2 separate regions of the Mus musculus genome follow, and region 1 is linked to region 2. The links are chromatin contacts, called in public Hi-C maps. All regions are on one chromosome and are shown on one strand. The core of a region is the stretch at or near the end of the contact, and the rest is flanking DNA. Distances in the headings are between cores, read along the strand shown. Region 1 has its middle 48 kb from the start of Gm38452. Region 2 has its middle 80 kb from the start of Prox1.

Evidence for each region. A called contact is a pair of places that touch in the nucleus more often than the background predicts.
Region 1: a Hi-C map of cerebral cortex shows a contact between it and region 2, with 1.9 times the contacts expected there. The contact joins two enhancer-like sites. A contact is called at or near these places in 1 of 484 Hi-C or Micro-C datasets (cerebral cortex) and 3 of 115 datasets of contacts at active chromatin or transcription factors (embryonic stem cells, forebrain and hepatocytes).

Annotation. Positions count from the first base shown.
Region 1 is chr1:190,680,495-190,683,873 of GRCm38.p6, forward strand. No RefSeq gene overlaps it. Among named protein-coding and RNA genes, the nearest start is that of Gm38452, 48 kb to the right of the region's middle. Within about 2 kb of position 1,882, at least 57 of the 459 cell types and tissues checked have an H3K27ac peak or open chromatin away from gene starts, as enhancers often do. A contact at or near this core is called in cerebral cortex, where this site is marked.
Region 2 is chr1:190,249,465-190,252,617 of GRCm38.p6, forward strand. No RefSeq gene overlaps it. Among named protein-coding and RNA genes, the nearest start is that of Prox1, 80 kb to the left of the region's middle. Within about 2 kb of position 1,262, at least 16 of the 459 cell types and tissues checked have an H3K27ac peak or open chromatin away from gene starts, as enhancers often do. A contact at or near this core is called in cerebral cortex, where this site is marked.

The sequences.
Region 1 (3,379 bases), core at 632-3,131, 430 kb after region 2:
CTCTCCCACTTGTACGCATGGCTCTGGTGTGCTGTGTGCATCTAATTGTGCCAAGCCAGCCTCAGCCGTGAGGCATATGAGCTTGGCCAGGTGTAAAAGACAATGTGTTTGCCTTTCTGACTCTTTATGAGACTCAGATTGCAAACACGTGGTGCTCAATAAATGCACACAGAAGGACTGAATCTACATGTGACTTCAAATGCCAGTGAATTCAGAAGTTTAAAAAAAGAAAAAAGAAAGAAAAAGACAGAAGCAACCAGAAGAAGAAAAATTAAACTATAGAATGACATAAATTGGTATCCCCTCCAAAAATACTCCCAAACCTTCAACCGCAAGCTGCCTGTGCAGTACAGAATTGTGCTCACACGCACGCCCTGATCCTTTATTTACCCCAATGCTCGCTGCATTTGGTTGTAAAGGCTGAACCCAGGGCAGGCAGCACAGCACTACCACCAGCCTGCCTGTCACCACCAGAGAGGCAAGGTGTGCTCTTTCTAAGCAAATGACAAGTGTGACCCACCCAAGCACAGAGTCCACAGACTCTTTGCAAAGTGCTCGTTTGTATCTAGAAAATTCCAGCCCAGTGAGAAAGCAGATGGGTAGAGATACCAAAAAAGCGACGACCGGCCTCAAGGCAGAGCCAACAGACGTGCTCTCTGGTGTACACTAAACCCAGGAGTGCTCCTCCAGCCGTTACGAGCAGGGCAATACCCCACCCGAGTGCTCCAGATAGCGAACTCTTATCCCAGTGGCTGTCACCATCATTTACCATATTTTCCATCCAAAAGCTTCTCTCGCGGCTGCACGGAGAGCAGCTTTTATAGCGGAGATGAGTGTCCACCCCTTTCAATTTTCATTGTTACATCTGCTTTGCTATTTCCCTACAGCAGGTTGGATTACAGCGGAAGGATTAACGAGGAGATGGATGCAAACATTTTTATTTCAAATAGCTGCTTTCAGACAAGATCTGGAGAACAGAATCAAGCCATATGATTGTAAAAGAAAAAAAAAATCCCTACCATCCAACTATTGGGCGTCTTGCCATTATTTGTGAATAACATGTAAACATAAACAATTTAACTGAGGGGGGGGAGATGTACATTTTTCATTTGTGTCTAACTAATCATTTTTTTATTATTAATTTGGTCTCTTTTATTTCACATAAATGTCATTTCAAGCACCAAACATCAACAAATAAGATCGTTTATCTTGCTGGGGAAAGCAAAACACTGCACACTGCCATTCAGAGAGGCAGCTGACGTCCCTGCCGCACGACTAATAAAGATGGCCTTCAGAACAAAAAATAATCATTTTCTATTACTTTCCACCAGGCCTCGTCCATAAACGCAGGGCCCGCTGGTAATTGCCTTCAGTAAAGAAGCGGGCTCTGGCTAGTACAATTTCCTAGGATGAAAACCCGAAGAACACCCCAGAATGAGGGTTGAGCTGGGGTGCCTCTCTCTGCCTGCTGTTCTGAAGCCGAGGATGGAGACAAGAAGGGGGGTAGTGTTTTCTTTAGACTTCTATTTTCCTTTTCTTGGCCTGTGTAGAAGGGAGAGGAGGGCGTGGTGGATGTAAAGGAAGACTCGGCAACATAGCCCCAACCTTCCTGAGGCTGGTCCAGCATCTGCTGCACCCAGGCTCGGACATCCAGGACAGCCGCGTCTCTGCACACGTGCATGTGAGCCTCCTGTCACGGGCAGGGAGGCTGCATGGCTGCGCTGATGGATCCAGCGCAAGCCCGCAGACTCCACGCTTCCCAGTCGTGGAAGCATTTGGCTCGCCTGCCCGTGCCGCCTGCTCTGCCAAGCGAGGCGCTGACTCCACAGGAGAACCGTCCTGTCGATCTCTGCAGGAACATAAGACCTTTTTTTCCAAGTAAAATGTTCCCCAACTCTGCAAGGGAGGTTGGCAGTACATCTCCAACTCTGGCCTGTCTTTTTAATACGCTTACAATAGCTCTGTTGGACTGAGACCAGCTGTTGGGACATTACCATTTGTAAATGCTTAAAACAGCTAACTCCTTGTTTTCTTGGCAACAGTGACTGTGGGGTTGGAGGGGGGGAGAAAGAAAAGAAAAGAAAGAAAGAAGGCTAGCTCCAGCCACTTCCATTCAGACATTAAGAACCACTGCCTGCCAGCTTTGGCATTCGGTGGCCATTGTTTGCAAAGCTCTCTTCAACAAGTTTCTCAGCACACCACACTACCCCTCCATTCACCCCTGGGCCCAAGCAGAGCTCAACAGGGGGCTCCCGTCACCTGGGTCCTCATGGAGTTCACACCAACCGTGTGCTCAGTCTTCATCCGAAAGGATGAGAGATGCCCACAGGCTCTCTCTTAAGACCTTCTCTCTAATCCATGTGGTGCCTGCTCAGAATGGTGATCACTCAGTGTTGCGGGATGGGGGGGAAACCACATGAGATCTTCCAGAATTTACCATCCTTTCTTATTTGTGAGTGCATGCGGATGAGGGGAGGATGAGGGGAGGATGGGGGGTGGGGGTGGGGTAACAGAGACTGTAACCAGCTAGGTCCCTCCACATGAGGCCATTCTGAAAAAAGGCTCCTGTTCCAGATCCACTTCTCAACTAAGGGAGGATCTCAGAGAGTCATCTGCAGGAAGGTCCCCAAGTCATCCTTGGCTTCTCAGAATAGATTGGGAAATCCTGGAGGCATGAAGTTCTTCCCTGCCTTCCTACTTCCCTGCTGGGCGGTCGCTGTTGGCAAGGCAGCCTCCAGGGCCATGTGCCCATCCACCATGGGCACTTCACAGGCCTCCAGCCCAGCAGCCCTGGAGAAGAGGCACTGACAGACCCAGCACCACCACAGCGGGGACAATAGACTTTGTGTGCCATGGCCCGCTCTCGTGGCCTTCTGTTCGATGGCCTCCCCCACCAAGGGCAGTGGTGGCTGCATCTGTCCTCGCTCCTTTAGTGGGGTTTCTGGGCATAAGCTAGCATGGTCTGTCTGTGTCACACACACTCTTGGAGATGAGTAAATTCAAGTAGCCAAATGTCTCGGCAGGGTTGAAATCCCACACAGAAGCTCCGAGAGCAAGGGTGGTGCCCAGGACTGGGCTCAGGAGGACGAGCACTTGGTGGGAGCCTTAGACAACTTAGCCTGAGATTGGAAAGTCCCGTGCCCCATTTGATGGCAGTGAGATATGGCCAATTCCTTGTGTGCAAGACAGGAGAGTAAAACAGACAAAGCTCAGACAGCCAGAAAACTAGGCTGCAGACTAAGGAGCAGGGCACAGAGGAAGGAGCAGAGACAATGAGCCACCAAAAGTGGCGGGGGGGGGGGGGACCTACTCCATGGTCTAAACCATCTCAGCTATACCAGCCCGGGGTTTGGTTAGAAAGCCACCCACGTTGCCTCTG
Region 2 (3,153 bases), core at 12-2,511:
CTTAGCCTCATTGTACCTGGATGACAGCCATGAAAACTGTCCCTGGGCTGAAGGCCTGGTATACTTTATTTTTTTCTTTCCGTGTCTCTTTCAGCTGCTTCAAAACTAAACTCTGGGCAGGAGAGATGACTTATCAAGTAAAAGCACTTTTTGCTCTTGTGAGGACCCAGGTTCTGTTCCCAGCACCCACACAATTGTAAACTCTGTTTCCGGGGGGTGTCTGATGCCATCTTCTGGCCTCCATAGGCACTGCATGCATGGGGTGTATTTGCATGTGTAGAAGCAAAATACCTATACACACAATATGAAAATAAGGAAGTCTTCAAAAGCCCCATCTTGCTTCTGTGTGCTATGTAGATACTTAATAAATGTCTGAGCATTGGAGGACAACACCCAGACCTTGTCTCGCAGTTAGCAGCTGGTGAACAACAGAAGCAATAATTTTATATTTGGGTCGAATGACCTTAACCTGGGTCATGTCTCTGTTTATTTGGCAGTAAGGGGATCATGAAATTCTCAAATAATTCTCCCACTTTACTTCATCTGTTGTTCTGTGAGAGGGACTCGAGGCATGGCCCAAGTGGGCTGGAACTTTAGATCCTCTGGCCACAGGCCCCTAGGCACTAGGGTTACAAGTGTCACCACCACATCTGCACACTGTACTGCAGGTGCTGAGGTCACAGGTGTCATCACCACACCTGCACACTGTACTGCAAACCCTGAGGATACAGGTGTCACCACCACATCTGCACACAGTGCAGGTAGGACTTCCATCCTTTGAAGCCAAGATGATTTTCTCATACTGCAGCTTGACAGACAGAGACCAAGTTTCTGAAATGCAGCTAAAGGGCACTGCTGAAGCAGGCAGGCAGCTTTCCTGGGCCACTGGCTCAGGTGAGGCAATGAGCTTTTCACAGCAGGATTGGCCTTGCTAACCAAGGGCTCTGTGAGAGCCCTCTTCTCCGAGGAAACCTAGAGCTTTCAATGTTCCCACAGGGTCAGATGGCTCTCTGCAGAGCCCACCTACCCACAGGGTCAGCATGGCTCTCTGCAGGGCCCACCTACCCACAGGGTCAGCATGGCTCGCTGCAGGGCCCACCTACCCACAGGGTCAGCATGGCTCTCTGCAGGGCCCACCTACCTGCCTGGCATGCACAGTGCGCTGCAGCAAGTTCAAGTTCTTGTCTTCCTTCTGTCCCATCTCCCATCACTCTCACACTGACAGCTGCAGGGACACATGGAGATTGCTTGGCAGCTGCTTGCCACAGATGCTGGGCTCTGTAACACACTCTCCCCTCCCGCGCTTGCTGCTTCTGGGTTTCTCTGGCTGCCTAGATGTCTTCATCACTGCCGAGGGGAGGGGTGCACTCCGAGGTGTAAGCGTGGTGTGAAGCCTTTGGGGACTGACACTGCTGAGCAGACATGCTGAGCAGGCAGGGTGGCTGTGTGCTTAGGGGCCTCTTTGCCTGTTTCTCATTCAGTTGTAGTTTGTTTTTTTAACTATTTTGTGTGCCTGGGAGCCGTTAGGTCTGGCCTGGGAAGACGGTATCAGGATATGTCATTCTTTCCGGGTCCAGAGAGTCTGCCTGCTTCTGTTCTGTTGGCTGCTTCTTGCCAGCAGCTGTCTCCTGACTTAACCAATCCCTTTGCTTCCAACTTGTCTCTTCGACTTCCTGCGACCCTTTCCTGGTGATTTTCTTATAGCCAAACCTGCTACTGACTGTCCCTCCTTGTCACGCTGTGTGAAGGCCAGAGGTTGACATCAGGTGTCGTCCTTGAAATCTCTCACCATGTCTCTGTCTCTCTTTGTCTCTCTGTCTCTGTATCTCTGTGTCTCTGTTTTTCTTTCTCTCTCTCTGTGTGTGTGTGTGTGTGTGTGTGTGTGTGTGTGTGTGTTAAGCCAGCATTTCTCATCTGAATCCAGAGTTCCCCAATTCAGCCCCTTCAGCCAGCTAACTTATATCTTTGGTCCCCTGTCTCCAAGTCCTGAGCGCTGAGGTTACCGTGGGTCTCCACACCCACCTATCATCCAGATGATGAGGAACCAAACACAGTTGTCACCTTTGTGCAGCAGGCACGGGGGTGGTGGGGCCGTCTCCCAGCCCTGCCGGCTTTCCCTTTAACGCAGCCTTCCATGTGTGTTCTTTCAGCCCAGAGTCTGCCTCTTGCCCTGTCTCCCTCCAGGTTTACACCATCTAAGCCAGACAGGGGTTTAGGCTTCTGTCTCCTGCCTTGTCCCTGTCCTTGTCCTCCATGCTCCTATGTTGACCTTGCTTCCTTAGCCTTCTCAGTGAGTATGTGGGCAAAAGTGCTGATTGAACAGCCTGCTCCCCAGCTGGGCAAGGCACAGGTCTGGTCCTTGAAGGGTTAGGTGCTGAGCCAGAGACATGAGAGAGCATCCTGTTTAGACCATGAAATGAGCATTATGATGAGGCTTGAGCAGATCATCTCTCTCTTTCTGTCTGTCTGTCTGTCTCTCCTGCACTTGTCACCTCCTTTTTGTCCTTCTGAGGTCTCTGAAAATTTTAACATGTCTTCAGGTTGTCTCTCCAACTGTCTCGAGTTGTTCAAGGTTGACTTTCTGATGTTCAGCCCAGAGTAGAAACTCAAAACACAGCAGTCCTTGATGGCACCAAATAACTGTGCAAGCAGTGGTGGCCCTGCCAGGGGCCTCCCACTGTGGGCCAACTGCATGTCTGCATGTCTGTCCCACGGAGATGCCTGAATCACCTTGGACTGAAGGACCAATGTGTGTAATGTGGGCCATATTGCCATACGGAACTTCTAATATGTTTCTCGTGTCTCCCTGGCTGCTTGCGCACCTTTGTGTCTGAGTAGGGTTGTCCTGTCCTTTGTGGCCCCTGTTCTGACTTTGGTAAACACTCTTTAATGTTGCTTTGGTTCATACAGGGGTTCTTTGTAAAAGCCACACACCAGGTTACAATTTGTGAGGTGATAACTTCAAAGGCCTGGCTTTCTTGCCTATTTGCATTTTCTACTAAAAATGTCTGCTAAGTTATAAATTTGACTTTTCTGTGCTTCAGTGATGACATGATTTTAATACCAATGAATAGTGCACCCAGCCCCTCAGGGACAGCAGTGGCCCAGTGTCTGGTTGTGGTTGTGTTCATGTCTATGTCTACCTCCAAGTGA